Regions from separate parts of the Mus musculus genome. Here all the other regions are linked to region 3. The links are chromatin contacts, called in public Hi-C and promoter capture Hi-C maps. All regions are on one chromosome and are shown on one strand. Each heading gives the region's core, a stretch centred on a gene start, on an enhancer-like site or on the middle of the called end of the contact. The rest is flanking DNA. Distances are from core to core; before and after follow the strand shown. Region 1 overlaps Spag17 (sperm associated antigen 17). Region 2 holds the start of Phgdh (3-phosphoglycerate dehydrogenase). Region 3 holds the start of Wars2 (tryptophanyl tRNA synthetase 2 (mitochondrial)). Region 4 overlaps Spag17 (sperm associated antigen 17). Region 5 has its middle 6.5 kb from the start of Gm31420.

Region 1 (2,700 bases), core at 37-2,536, 820 kb after region 3:
CAGACCTTCCTTTGCTGCTTCGACAGGGGTTGGCCCATGTGCCACAAGCAAAGGTTCAGTCTCAAGTTTTAAATTGGCACAGACTTGTTATCTTTAATTTTGTTAATTATTCTAAGGTCATTCCAAACAGCCATGTCTGGAATCACATCACTTCAGAGAAGGCCTAGAAGGAAGGTGTTCCCATCGCTGAGGCTGCCACTGGTGTGCAGAGCTGTCTGTGGGCACCTGTAGCACTGAGTGGTTTCCTCATGGACCATTAGCGCCAGCCTAGAGGAGGCATTCCACGGGCCTGCATCACCTTCTACTCTACCCGCTTTGCATCCACAGATCATGGAGTCAGTGTCCCATCACCCATCTCTCCACATCAAAAGTAGGACATCACTAAAACTTTGATGCCATGCCAGGTTTTTATTGAGCCCCAGAACTCTAGAGTTTTCAGATTCGCAAACTAACTTTTACAGCCTGTAAAACTTTCTCTCTGCAAACTTTTGGTTGTGCTTCTAGTACATTTGAACCCAGTGAGAGTCCATGGACTCCTGGAATCAAGAGGCTACAAAGCATGAGCTGCTACATCCAATCCATTACCGTAACACTAGGCAGATTTCACCCAAACCTCTCTGGGCGCAGGTGAGAATCCTGTCTTCACAGATCACCAGGGAAAAGACTATACTGCCAACCTAGGTAGCCCAGTCCATCACCAGCTCCTTTCAACACTGACATGATCTTTGTACTCCATAGGAATGAATGTTTCATACCAGGCTGCTATGAGCTTTAGAACCCCAAATTTGAATATTTGGTACCAAACGTCACAAAGCAGCTTGATTGTTAGCACATTATTCAGCCACTATTGAAAAATGGCATTTCAAACCAAATATTGACACCCACACCTTGGGCTGGATCCACCTTCATTTCCTAATAAGTTCCTGGGTAGCAATCTCCTTAGGATCCCAGGACATCCTGCATCTGATCATTGATAAATGGAGAGTCCATTTTCTTGGTCCTTAAAATCACAGCTATCATTCCCTTTCCATATTGTGTGCCAGCAGGACAGAGCCTGCCATGAGAGGTAAGCACTGTGCCCCTGGGGAGTACTCCTCTCCCTCCCCCCACCTCTGTCTCTCACACACATGCACACACACAAACACAGACACAGACATGCTCACACGTGCATAAACACACACACACATGCACACAGCTTTTGGTTTCTGGTTTGCTGCTTTGTTGTTTGGAAAGGAAAGCTTTAAAGACATCCTCTCCCTGGGTTTCTCATTGTGCAATGCAGAGCAGGGACCTCTATAGTCTCTACAAGGTCCAATTACATTGTTGGCACTTGAAGATCCACAGGGCCTTCTCCAGCTCAAAGCAAAATATGCACCTCCCTTTCTTTAAACGATTTCCCTTGGCAAAGGGGAAAGTCAAAGAGACTGGACTAGTCATGGAAACCCTGACCCAGGAACTAATGTGAGCTTCAGACAAGACACAGCCCCAGAGAAGCAGTGCACACGGTCATTGTCTGAGATCGAGGGCCTGAAATTGACACCATATGTACCCAAGGAGCGATTGCTCCAAGGGGTGGGGAGAGAAAAGCCATATGTCAGAACATTGTGGCAACACCTAATTCATCCTGAGGTTATAAATAAATATGATGCTCCTTTTTTTTAAAAAAGCAAAGGTTGAAAAATCTTTAACTAGATTGCTTCTGTGACCATCCTTCAGGCAGAAGTGGACTTTATTAGAGAGATAACAGGAATAAAGAGAAACATGTAACAACTTTTATGGTATATTTTACATGATTTTTTTTTGCAGTAAATAAAGTGGTTATAGGGCTCCAAGGAAAAGAGCCCAGATGTTAGAGAGTTGTGTGAAATTTAGGGGAAACAAGCTGTAAAAAACACAGCCATAAAATAGGCTGTCAGTGCCACACATCTGGACAATACAGCTGTATGTTCCTAGTGCCTGTCGTCACCCAAAGAAAACTCAATAACCTTATTTCACCCCAATTAGTCCACATACCAACAGGATCAACATTAAGCAGCCAGGGATGGGGGCGGGGGGATGCAGTGCAGCATTTATATGGTGGCCCTGTGTCAAGCAGTTTTATCTTTCACCTGAATTTGGTCACCATGAAAAAAGGGACTGCCAACATAGTCATTTTCACTATTATAAAACTCGATTCAATTCTAACATCCTAATAAGTCAAAGACTGACAGTTTGGACTGCCAGCTACTCCAAACAACATCAGACTCTCTATAGCACGAAAGCTACCTGTCATGAAGCAGACTGTGTCCACTAAGTACAGTCCTGGGAGTCTGACACCACTGTACAAAGTGTTCACCACCTTGCTGAAGACGGAGCTGGTAATGAAATGACCCAGCCTTGATGGTCCTGGACACATTTCCCATCTACGAGTTTGTCTGGTAACAGCCTGTCTTTCCATTAAGACAAATATCACAAAGCATCAAGCATCCTGTCATCCTCTTATCACTGAGAGACCTGATCAAAGATTATACAGTGTTGTCTTTCCTAATAACTGTTTCTTTCTAGGTGTTCCTGGCAGCAAAGATAATCATGGAGAGTGGAGAGAAACTAACCTTACCATTGATAGGGAAACTCTTGAAGTGTCAACTTCTCCATATTAAATCCAAGGACCAGCAGAGACGAGAAAATGAAAAGAAGGTACCATATGGAACATGGGTTCCC
Region 2 (2,700 bases), core at 200-2,699, 800 kb before region 3:
CTGCCTCCTGAGTGCTGGAATTAAAGGTATGTGCCATCTCCACCTAGCTCTTTCAAGCTTCTTAAAGACCAGGCCTAGAAAAAGTCTGCGAATAAGGGCTGCTGGGCACGTGGCTATTAGCTCGGTAGAGGAAAAGGGATTGGGGGCGGGGAAGGGTCTTGGGAGAAATAGACAAGCGAGCTCAGAGAGTTTCCAGGGTTGCAAGAACAACCCCGCTTGGTCTCTGCGGTTTGAGGCCTCAGCCTGAGCAGGAAGACTGGTACATTCCTCCTGGCTGCAGGCCCTAAGCGAGCACGTGGAACTTTGGGGGTGGGGCAGTACAGCTGGGACGAGACAGCATACCTGGATGGATTAGATCTACAGGAAGGGCAGGAACTGAAGTGCTCACAAAGCAGAAACCCCTTCCTTACGTCTGAACAAAGTCACCCGATTTACACAAGCTTTTCAAATAAGTGAAAGACTTTTAAGTTTTATAACGATTAGAGGTTTGCTCCGAAGACTTCGTAGAAGTAACCTGTCCCAACTGCGCTTGGAACAGGATTCTGATGTAGTGAAGTCGGGCCTGATCGGCAATGAAGCCAATGGTGGAGGTTGACTCCCGGCGGCGGCCGCGTGGGCGGCGCGGGGCTCCGGCTGCACCCCCGGGCCGCCCGGAATCCTGCGAGCGCTCCCCGGGGCGGGGGAAAGAGCGCCAAGGTCTTGCATCAGACAAAAGGCGGTGCGAGTCCGCTGCCACAAATGCCACGGGACCCGCAGGAGCAGAGCCAGCGCCCCGCGCCCCCTGCCCCCACCCCAGGAGTCTGCACTGAGCAGGGATGGTGTGCGTGTAGCACCCCGAGCCGGGAGCTCGCAGCCTGGGTCGCCAGGCACGAAAGCTCCAGAGAGGTTCTGGCATTCGAGAGAGGTTCTGGCATCCCGCAGGACCAGATGGAGCAGCTGCACTTTGCAGCGCCGGCAAGAAACACGCGGTAGCAAAAAGCACAAAAAGTTTGCATTCTGCACCTCCAGGCCATTCGTTCCTCTCTGCTTTTCCTCCCTCCCACTGCTGGTCCCGAATCTCCGGAGGCCCCGGGACCAACTGATAAGATAGGGGAGGACAGCCCTGGAACCACTGGGGTCAGCGGGTTTGGCCATAAAGATGCCCGGTGATTACGCTTGTGTCCGGCTCGCCTTACCTGGAGTTCAGCTATCAGCTCCTCCTTGCTCAAGTTCTGCTTCTCCACCACCTGCAGCCCTCCATCTTGCAGGATCTTCCGGCAGCAGGGGTCCAGGCTGTCACTGATGAGTACTTTGCGCAGATTTGCGAAGGCCATTGCTAGAGTCAGGCCTTAGAATCAGTTGCTGTGGGTGGGCAGAAGCACTTAGTTCAGGAAACTGCAAGCAGGGCTGGCTCCGGTGACTGGGCAGGGTTCTCGATCTCCCGCTCCCCCTTTATCCTCCCCCTCCTCGCGCCAACAGTCTCCTTTTGATTGGTCAGAAATGCTTAAACTCTGCTGACTCCGCCTCCCCGGGCAGAGCCTCCCACACATTTTTTTTTTTTTTTTTAAATCCTACACAGACTACACTTCCAGCAGTGAAGCCCTTACCTGCCCCGGGTGAGCTTTAACACGCACGATTTATGCCAGCAGGCTGATTTATATTGGAAATAAACAGAAATACGCTGTCTCCACGAGGGAATTAAATCTCATAGTAACTTCTTTCCTCTTAAAGACCATTTATTGGCTGGGTATTTATAACTCCTAGTTGAGCATAATTAGACTGAGTAAGGCCACGGGTTCGATTCTCAGCAACGCACACACACACACACACACACACACACACACACACACACACACACCGTTAGGAGATTAAGGAACAAGGTGTGTGTGTGTGTGTGTGTGTGTACATAAGAGTTGGTTCTTGCCTTCCACCAATCCCAGTGGGAGATGAGAGACAAGTCTGGGAAAGGCAAGGGCTTCTTATTCCTTACCCCCCAAAAGACTTTAAGATTAAATCTAGATACAGTAAGGGCCATGAATGAGGCTGGAGGACCACTTGAACCCAGGAGTTCCAGGTCAGCCCCAGATGGGAGTCAGGGAGGGGGAGAGAAGTACAAGGGTGGTAGTGGTTTTAGTCTTTAGAAGTTAGATGATTACTTTTTTTTTTTTTAGAAGGGATTAAATCTGTTAGGTAAATTCAGCCTTGATTATATTATATAAATAACACCCCTTACTATTATACCTCACAATCTTAACATCAAATGTAAGTAAGAGAGTCTCTTTCAGAACTATGTACTGACAAGTCCTCTGCCTGTGCTGTTACCTCCATCCACAAAACAGGAACCCTGGCCTTCTTGGAAGAACTGGGGAAGTAGTTCTGCCCTTTCCTCTAGACTTTCCTTCCTTTCCCTTCTCTGGCCCAGCCCCTTGGGAAAAGAGAGACTTCAGCAGCCACAGCAGGCCAGCTCGGATGCCCTTGGCTCTCCGGATAAGAGTAACAGTAACAGGGTTCATAGGGACCGGAGGAGAGCAGCCGACTTAATTTTCTATTTGGAGACCAGTGGTGAGCCCCAAACCTGCACAGTGAGAAGTAAAGCAGATAATTTTTCGGGTAGAATATCAATGATCCAGCGGGGGTTGATTTCCAGCTTCTTAAACAAACAAACAAAAAGAAGAAGAAGAAGAGGAAGAAGAAGAAGAAGAAGAAGAAACGGACTCTGAA
Region 3 (2,700 bases), core at 127-2,626:
CCATGTTTTGTAGCTCAAGTGTCCCGTTGGCTCTATACTCGGGTATGTAGTCAAAGTGCATTGCACCTGGAAATACATGTGCCTCAAATTTTAACAACAAAATCATATTGTTATGTTCTGCTGAGGGCGGAACCATGGCTTCTTCAGCTTTCTCCACCTCATACCTGTAATTCCTTCCCTGCTCACTTCCAGTTACTCTGGAACAATTGCATGCTTCTAAGATTTTATTGTATGACTGGAGTTTTATCTTACTTTAGATTTCAACTCCTCGGGAGTACAGGCATCTCAAATACAGCTTACTGCCTATGAATCTTTGATAATTTCCAGTATGTGTTTCTTAGACTAATATAACCAATGCAATGGGATTGTGTCAAATCTGCTCTTTATATTTTTTACTGATTTTTAATCTGAGAGTTTTCAGTTCACTGAGAGAAGTCATCATCTTTACACAAAACATCTTCCATCAAGCATCACTGGTGTCATTGTTACTGAACCTCCGCGGAGCACTGCAGCTCTAAGCATTGTCCACTCTGAACTTGGTACTTGCTTCTATATCACCTCGTCAGTATGCATAATTCATTCTCTGAACCCATGAGACCCCACACTTCCGGAAGGCAAGGTACACACATATCCATCAGTGTTTCACTCAGGGCACTAGAGTAAAGTTGCAGACCCGATGACCAGCATGTAGGTCTCAAAAAGTCATTTATGGTCCTCTAAGAGAAGCAGGCTTCATTCTTAAGAGACACGAATGGAAAGCTGCATCTGGAAGCTTGATTAAAAAACAAACAAACAAACAAAAAACTACATGACTTTTTCCTGTAAGAAATAAGTCAATGGAGGGAAAATGAAATAAACCCAGTTCAACTTCAAAACTGTGAGAGCTGACGTTTATTGGTCTAAGGTTCAGTATCAATGAACACAGGATAGCAAGTCATGTAGTTTTGTATTAGAGAGCAGGTGGTGAGACATGGCTTTGCCAGAATCATTGACTGCTTTTCTTCGGAACTGCAGGGTGAGAAATTACCTATTTTTTTCCACCTTTGGTCTCCAAGGAAATCCGAAGGTGCTAGGATTCCAGGAGCCGTGGGTCTGTTTTTAGCCTTCGTTTAGGGTGGGTGATTTCCTTTACTTCCACGTCTAAAGAGCAACAACTCATTTCTTGAGTCTCCCTCAAGGAAGCTGGCACAAAGGAGAAGATGGTCGGGAAAACACTAAAGCCTAGGGCCACCTATTCCAAGGCGCACCTGCGCTGCAAACTTAGGAAACATCGGTACTGAGCTACTTTGGCCAGCGGCAGCCCAGAGGACAGGCGCATGCGTAGTAAGCACAACTCGGCTCGCCCGCAGACGTCATTCCGGGCCGGCGGCCCCGCCCTTCTCAAGATGGCGCTGTTCTCTGTGCGGAAGGCCCGTGAGTGCTGGCGCTTCATCCGGGCACTTCACAAAGGACCCGCAGCAACTCTGGCTCCCCAGGTAACCCGAGCCGGTCTTCTGCTTTAGGTCTCCGATCCTGCGAGCGCCTTCCCGCTCCCCTTCCCTTCCGCCACTTATTTCTCCCTTCCTGCTTCCTGTAAAGAGCCCTCCACACTTTCTCTCCGAGGTCCACTAGCCTATGACTGTCCCCAACTCAGACCACAGCGACGTTGCACACATGTGACCGCAGGAGGTGCTGCTGCTGGAAAGCACACGCCGCCGGGCCGCGTGGCCAGTGTTGCCTGGCAACGCAGGAAGCCATCTCCTGAAAGAGTGTGACGTTATCAGAAACTTAGTTGCTCTGCGATCGATCGTTCTCTTGCGCACCGTTCTGTTACGTTTTTAGCCTCCTCCCCCTTACAACTTCCCGGGGTGCAGCGGAGAAATCAGAAAAGTTTTCTTAGAATTGGGTTGTTTAGGTTAGTGCAGTAGCTAGCGTGTGGAACGCGAGCAAGAATCGGTGCTCGGTGATCCTTAGGCGCCTGCATCTACCAGGCCCTGTAACCAACAGCAACAAGCTGCCGAGGTACTTCATAGTGTTGCTTGCCTGGCAGCACTGCGATTACCACGACTGAGCTGATGAGCATGATATATTATGTCGAGCCCCGCCACATTTGCATTTTATCCTCAGAGCCAAAAGGTGTTGGGGAATTTGCTTTGTTCTGACAAGCACAAAACATCCCAGAATATATCAGTTTGACATAGATGATCTCGGAAGTCTTGTCTGAGAGCGGGAAGGAAACTTGAACTTCTGTGATGAAGTAATTTTTACACATTGCATATTCATAGCCATTAATGCACAGATATGACATGAGGGTGTCATGTTGTAACTGATGTATTATTGGAAAGCTTTCTGGCCTGGTCCTAAAAGTTCCTGGCTTTTTCTAACATTTGCTAGCTGTGTTACAGAACCAGTTGTAATCCTCTGGGCAGATGGAATAGAGGGAGAATTGGAGTGATTGGCATGTTGATGTACTTCCAAGACTGGAAAGCTTATGGGTTCATGACTATGAAGGTAAAACATAGCCAGCAAGAGTAGATGAAACTAGCATGTAATATTATATTTTGAATCATCCCACAAGTTACTCATTCTCTGAACTTACTTTTTTTTTCTTTAATGTAAACTTCACAAGATTCTTTACGAATAAAAGACACAATACTAGAAATTCAGCAAACAACTATTCAAATGTTACTTTACATTTTAAGAAACAGTGTTAGTTAAGAA
Region 4 (2,700 bases), core at 183-2,682, 790 kb after region 3:
CCCTGATATAGCCAATAAATGGAGCCCATGTACCTGTGTAATTGGAGAAAATTAACAGCCATAAGCAGATCTAGGGCTTGAGATTTATCATGATCATTGACTGGGTCTGCCTTGTGACATGGGCTATAAATGAGGCTCGTGTTGTAAAGGAGATGTGTGAGTTATGCGGGTGTGAGGATGGAGGAATGAGCCAGAAACAGTTCCAATGATTGGAACTGCTTCTGCTAAGGCCATGGGTGACCTGATTGCCCTGCCTGTGTGTGTCCCCCCACTCCTCCACCTTCAACCCTGCCTTGCCTCATGCTCAGCTTGCTTCTTTTAATCTCTCCTAGAAGAGTCCTTAAAAAGGATAGTTGAGCTGAACCCTGAAAAACTCTCAAGCACTCTTAGAAGAGAGGGCTTAAGGATTTCATTAGGCACCCAAACATCTTGCCAACCACCACCGAGACTGGTGGGAGGGGCTGGACTCCCACCGAGATTGATTGATCTTGACTGTCAATTTCGAGTCCTATCCCAGTTTCCCCACTTAAAGAAAAATCTGCCTCTTGATTACCTCCTCAAACCCTGGATCCCACACAGATGGAGAAGAAAAGATGGCCACCTAGAACAGCTCCGAGGAGGAACAGAGAATCCTAGTTCCCCTGATAAATTGGCCAAACAAGGGATTAGGCTAAGCCGATGAGATACATGCATTGCTTGCTTACTTGCAAACTGCTGTCTTAGTTATATGCTTATGTATTCTCTGTGGTTTATTCCATCAGCCGCATTTAGTAAGGGCTTGTTGAACTAAAGGGTTAACTCAATTTTTGTTGAATGGAGGCAAGAAACCAACTCAGTGACCCCAGGGGCCTCTTTGTTATTGCCTAAGATAGGTCACCATACATTTTCTTATATACCCATAGGGAAGTTAGAGATACCCCATCGGTCCCCATTTCTTTGGTAAAAATTCAACATTCCAGATGTTCTGGAACTGCCCTTGGCTCTTCTGTCTCACATTGTAATCTGGAGACCCATATTTTTAGATCTACAAACAGAATTCATAAATAGGCAAAGCATTTCTGTCCTGCTCACAAAACAGTAGGGACTGCAGATTTGTCTTCAAAATATTGTCATCTGCTGGAGATTTCATTGAATTGGATATAATATGATAGACTTTGTGACCAGAGTAGTCTTGGATCCTTGGGTTTGTCAGAAGTAACCTGGGGTATTGTATCCTCATTCAGACAGATGGAGGAATTAACTATGATCAGTGTTCTTGTAGCAAATCACAAGCTGGAGTGTCGGGGAGACCCTTGAACTAACTGCAAGAACATGGATTTTCCATGACCATTAACTAAGTAGCAGCTACAAGGACAGCCGCAGCATTTGTTTTGCTTCCTCTGGGTAAGCCTCCTGTGAAAGCACAGAATATGATACAAAGCTTAGTGGATAGGTAACATTTCAGATGAGGTTGGAGGCTGGATGAGTGGAGGAAAGAGCTACACTGGGTACAATTGCATCTTGGGAATCTGTCAGAAGTTTTAACGTGGAAGGTAGTGACTCAACCGTGAGGGGATCTGAGAGAAGGAGAAGGAGGCGCAGTGCCCGAGGAAGTAGTTGATGAAAGAGCATCGCTTTCAATGTGTGCTGATGAAAAGAGAGCCCTTTCTTTAGGGTGAGTCCCTGATTCCAATTTTACATTTGTGGAGCAATTAGTAGGGCTCTGCTTGGCCCTCCCCGGTCCTGTCTGGTAGAAGAATGTCTCTGATATGTAATATTTGTTGTTTGAAAAGCCAAAGAAACGTGTTTCTTTTTCTGAGCCTGCCTTACTTTTTATGTTCTGAAGTTCACTTTGGACCTCGGATTTTGCTCCAAGCAATAAAACTGGTTGGAGAGCGCCAGCATAATGGAGCTGTAATTGTAGCCAACTGGTGGGGGCGGGGAGAGTTAAGGTGTGTCGTGGTTTCTGTGGTTTCTCTGCAGAGTAGAATTCCCTGCAAAGCTTTTCCATGTGGTGTTTTAATAGCTGCCTTAAAACTCTCTGATGCATGGAGCAAAACTGAATTAGACTCATGTGCTAGATCGCTGGGATGGGCCAAGGACTCTGAAAAATGAAACAAAACAAAAACAAAAACACAACAAAACAACAACAACCAATCAACCAGCCTAAGCCAGAGGCTAAATCTCCCAAAGAAGATCCTAAGGATGTGTCTGAAGTTAGAACCACAGAAGCAAGCATCTCCTCTAGCCCATGTTTGCAGAACTTTCTTTGGAAAGCCAGCAACTTCCATTGTAGGTACTGATCAGATCCTTCTGTACAGTACTCAATAATGTACAAAATGAGGCTACATTATTTGTCCATCAGAGTCCCGCACCTTCCTTTGAAGGTTGCATTATTGTGTCTACTATTTTTTTTTTCAGAATGAGGAAACAGAGCCTTAAAGATTAGCACAAGGCCATTTGGGTAAAAGACTGCAAGGCAGAACTGGATACCTCTTGAGCAATGTGCCCTTCCCTTCTGGCAGCACCTCACTAATTTTAGAGATCATGTTTAACATTTATGAAGACAAGAGAAAGCAGCCAGCCAATGAGTGCACACACAGTACAGCTATTTGTAGGCTGCTGAGTTCTCATTGCTGAGAATCAGACATTCACAACTTTGTCGAGACATAAAAGGGGCTCACTCTCTCTCTCTAACTCAGATCTCAGTGTTCATTCCAC
Region 5 (2,700 bases), core at 14-2,513, 780 kb before region 3:
TCCGTGTAATTTGATTAAATGTGTCTTTTCCCCCCATCATAATGGAGAGAGAGGCCATGATCCTAGTATGCTAGGAAGATGAGTGCTGGCTGAGGAAACCTGAGACAGGCAGTGGCACCTGTCAGGCCCTGGCTGTATGGACTGCAGGTGGAGGTGCATAGGCCCCTTGGAGAGCGAGCGTATGATGACCCCATGTGACCTGGATGCCCGATATTGAACTGCAGAATCTGGTGTTCACGCTGCTGGGTTTCAGTCTTTGTTTGATCCAGTGTTTCTTTTTTGCTATTTTCCTGCTCCTTCCTTTTGGGATGTGATTTTAAAAATTTGTTATTATTATAATTGTTGTTGTTATTATTATTATTATGGTGTGTGAGATATGTGTGAATATGCATGCATATACGGTGCACATGTGGCCAGGGGCCAGCTCTCAGGATCCACTCTCTCCTTCCATTTTTTACCGTGTGATCCAAGGATCCAACACAGGCCATCAGATTTGTGGGCAAATGTTATTATTCACTGGTATCTGATGGATGGCCTGTATGTGATCTTGTCTCCTCCTCCTCTTCCTCCTCCTCTTCCTTCTTCTTTGAAACTAAAATGTCCTTTCCTGAGGGAGGAGGGAGATTCATGGGTCCCATCTCCAAGGTTTTATAAGCAATAAACTTTTATGAGGAAGAGGAAAAAGGAGTCTTTGGTGACTGCCACACATTGAGCAGGAGCTCCAGGGATGTCACCACCTACTTTAGTGGTTGGGTTTTGGGTGACACAGCTCATTTTGAGTCATTGTTTATCTGGTCTGTCCATGCTATGGGGGTGGGGGTGGTGGTGTGAATTGATGTTTCTTTATGTCCCATTAGGAAAAATACTGTAACAACTACCACTTCTGGCTGCATTGCCTCAGCAAGTTTATTGAAGTCAGAATAGTTTTGATTCATTTAGACTGGGAGTCACATGACCATTCCTTGTTTCCCCCATAAAGACTAGAAAGTCAGTACCTTGTTCTCTTCCTCTTTTGTATTTAATTTCCTGTCAAAGCATAGGCTAACGTGGAAGATGCCATGTGTTTGTGATAGTCTGTTGCAATCCCTTCCTCACAGGGACACACTCTTTCTGGGTAGGTAACACAGCCTCCACTGGCTCCTTAGCGACAGCAGGGGAAGCACAACTACGACCTGGAGGTGTGTGATGACATACCATTTGGTGAAGTCAGCCATGTTGGGTTTGCCCCCTCAGACTGCTGGGCAGAGGCAATGAAACTTCTCCCAAACTCATCTGTATTCAGGAACCAAGGGCAACATGTCTTGGGGAGATGTAAACAAACCCTAGACAGGGCAGCAAGAATAGACCAAAGAAGCAACTGCATCCAAGTGTGGCTTGATGAGGCAGGAGGATTAGTGGACTGACTTACACAGCATGTGGCCCAGGCTGGCCTTGAACTCACTCAATAGAGGAAGATGACCTCGGACTCCCTCTGGGTCCTCCTGCTCCCACCTCCCAAGTGCTGGAATCACCTTGCTTGGCTTAGGAAATGTTCTCATATAAATGTTTTAGTTTCTTATTGTCTGATTTTGAATTTTAAAAAGTCAGATTTATTACTATCATTGTTTTTGTATGATGCGTGTACAGGCACATGCCTCACAGCATGTGTGTTTATTGTGGGAAATACCAAAAGAATCGGCAAGTTCCCGTGCTTTTCCCAGCTACTCTCAGTCCTGCCAGGCTGGTCGGCTTGTTCTTATCTCATGGAGACTCTTTAACTCAGAGCTCCAAAATCTCTCCATCCAGCTCACTAAGTTCCTTCAGGAGGGTCGCTGCCATACCAACCCAGTGCTTCAAAACCCCATGACCTTTGTGGTGTACCTCAGGCAAACCCACTCTTTGCCGCTGTACTTTTCTCTCTTGAACCCACATGAGGCACCCTGTGAAGGAAATGCAACACAAACTTAGTTCAGAAACAATGATAACTCAATCTCTGGGCACAACAACTGAAATCCTAACTTATTAAATCCAAATCCTCTGGTGGCGAATCCTAAAGGATTCACCGTTGAAACTGGGAGACACTCGTCATTACATCTTGTCCTCATGCTATCCCTATCTAAAAAGAGGTCCTACTCTCTCCTGCTTCCTCTCTTCCTCCATCCAACCTGGAAGTCCCTCCTAATCGCCCAGTGATGGGCTTCTTTATTCATTAGGGGATAAGTTCACAAGAACTCACTTGAGTACTTGACTCACTCCTTGTCTGCAACACCTCCCAGGAGAGTGGAATTAGCATCAACATATAAACAGCACCAGGCCTATCCACAACATGTGTGTGCGGAGGTCAGAAGACAACTCTTTTTGGAATCAGTTTTCTCCTTCCACCCTCACTTGGGTTCCAGGGATTGAACGTGTGTGGTAAGCACCTTCTCCTTCTCCTCCTTCTCCTTCTCCTTCTCCTTCTCCTTCTCCTTCTCCTTCTCCTTCTCCTTCTCCTTCTCCTTCTCCTTCTCCTTCTCCTTCTCCTTCTCCTTCTCCTTCTCCTCCTCCTCCTCCTCCTCCTCCTCCTCCTCCTCCTCCTCCTCCTCCTCCTCCTCCTTCTCCTTCTCCTTCTCCTTCTCCTCTCTTTCTCCTTCTTCTCCTTCTCCTCCACCTCCTTTTCCTCCCCCTCCTTCTTCTTTTGTCTATCTGTCTGTCTGTCTGTCTGTCTGTAGCTCAGGCTGT

What was found. Promoter capture Hi-C pulls out the DNA fragments that hold promoters and counts their contacts. A called contact is a pair of places that touch in the nucleus more often than the background predicts.
Region 1: a promoter capture Hi-C map of second pharyngeal arch cranial neural crest shows a contact between it and region 3, with 4 times the contacts expected there. The contact joins the enhancer-like site here to the promoter of Wars2 in region 3. A contact is called at or near these places in 5 of 39 promoter capture datasets (cranial neural crest, embryonic stem cells, frontonasal cranial neural crest and 2 more) and 5 of 115 datasets of contacts at active chromatin or transcription factors (cardiomyocytes, embryonic limb bud, large pre-B cells and 1 more).
Region 2: a contact with region 3 is called in a promoter capture Hi-C map of pre-B cells, with 3 times the contacts expected there. The contact joins the promoter of Phgdh here to the promoter of Wars2 in region 3. A contact is called at or near these places in 2 of 39 promoter capture datasets (the C10 cell line and pre-B cells), 3 of 484 Hi-C or Micro-C datasets (B cells and CD4 T cells) and 1 of 115 datasets of contacts at active chromatin or transcription factors (astrocytes).
Region 4: a contact with region 3 is called in a promoter capture Hi-C map of hippocampal neurons, with 5 times the contacts expected there. The contact joins the enhancer-like site here to the promoter of Wars2 in region 3. A contact is called at or near these places in 12 of 39 promoter capture datasets (the 3T3-L1 cell line, 3T3-L1-derived adipocytes, cranial neural crest and 7 more), 6 of 484 Hi-C or Micro-C datasets (cerebellar granule neurons, cerebral cortex, cortical neurons and 3 more) and 6 of 115 datasets of contacts at active chromatin or transcription factors (astrocytes, differentiating embryonic stem cells, embryonic limb bud and 3 more).
Region 5: a Hi-C map of CD8 T cells shows a contact between it and region 3, with 4 times the contacts expected there. The contact joins the enhancer-like site here to the promoter of Wars2 in region 3. A contact is called at or near these places in 1 of 39 promoter capture datasets (pre-B cells), 4 of 484 Hi-C or Micro-C datasets (B cells, CD4 T cells and CD8 T cells) and 1 of 115 datasets of contacts at active chromatin or transcription factors (astrocytes).

What each region holds. Positions count from the first base shown.
Region 1 is chr3:99,964,550-99,967,249 of GRCm38.p6, forward strand. It overlaps Spag17 (sperm associated antigen 17), which reads left to right. Exons shown (of 49, transcript NM_028892.4): 4 at 2,545-2,676. Among named protein-coding and RNA genes, the nearest start is that of Spag17, 80 kb to the left of the region's middle. Within about 2 kb of position 1,287, at least 11 of the 459 cell types and tissues checked have an H3K27ac peak or open chromatin away from gene starts, as enhancers often do. A contact at or near this core is called in embryonic limb bud and second pharyngeal arch cranial neural crest, where this site is marked.
Region 2 is chr3:98,338,520-98,341,219 of GRCm38.p6, forward strand. Phgdh (3-phosphoglycerate dehydrogenase) reads right to left here and starts at 1,450. Exons shown (of 12, transcript NM_016966.3): 1 at 1,176-1,450. The coding sequence starts at 1,313.
Region 3 is chr3:99,139,714-99,142,413 of GRCm38.p6, forward strand. It overlaps Wars2 (tryptophanyl tRNA synthetase 2 (mitochondrial)), which reads left to right and starts at 1,377. Exons shown (of 6, transcript NM_027462.4): 1 at 1,377-1,475. The coding sequence starts at 1,386.
Region 4 is chr3:99,929,504-99,932,203 of GRCm38.p6, forward strand. All of the region lies in intron 1 of Spag17 (sperm associated antigen 17), which reads left to right. Among named protein-coding and RNA genes, the nearest start is that of Spag17, 45 kb to the left of the region's middle. Within about 2 kb of position 1,433, at least 12 of the 459 cell types and tissues checked have an H3K27ac peak or open chromatin away from gene starts, as enhancers often do.
Region 5 is chr3:98,356,063-98,358,762 of GRCm38.p6, forward strand. No RefSeq gene overlaps it. Among named protein-coding and RNA genes, the nearest start is that of Gm31420, 6.5 kb to the left of the region's middle. Within about 2 kb of position 1,264, at least 33 of the 459 cell types and tissues checked have an H3K27ac peak or open chromatin away from gene starts, as enhancers often do. A contact at or near this core is called in CD8 T cells, where this site is marked.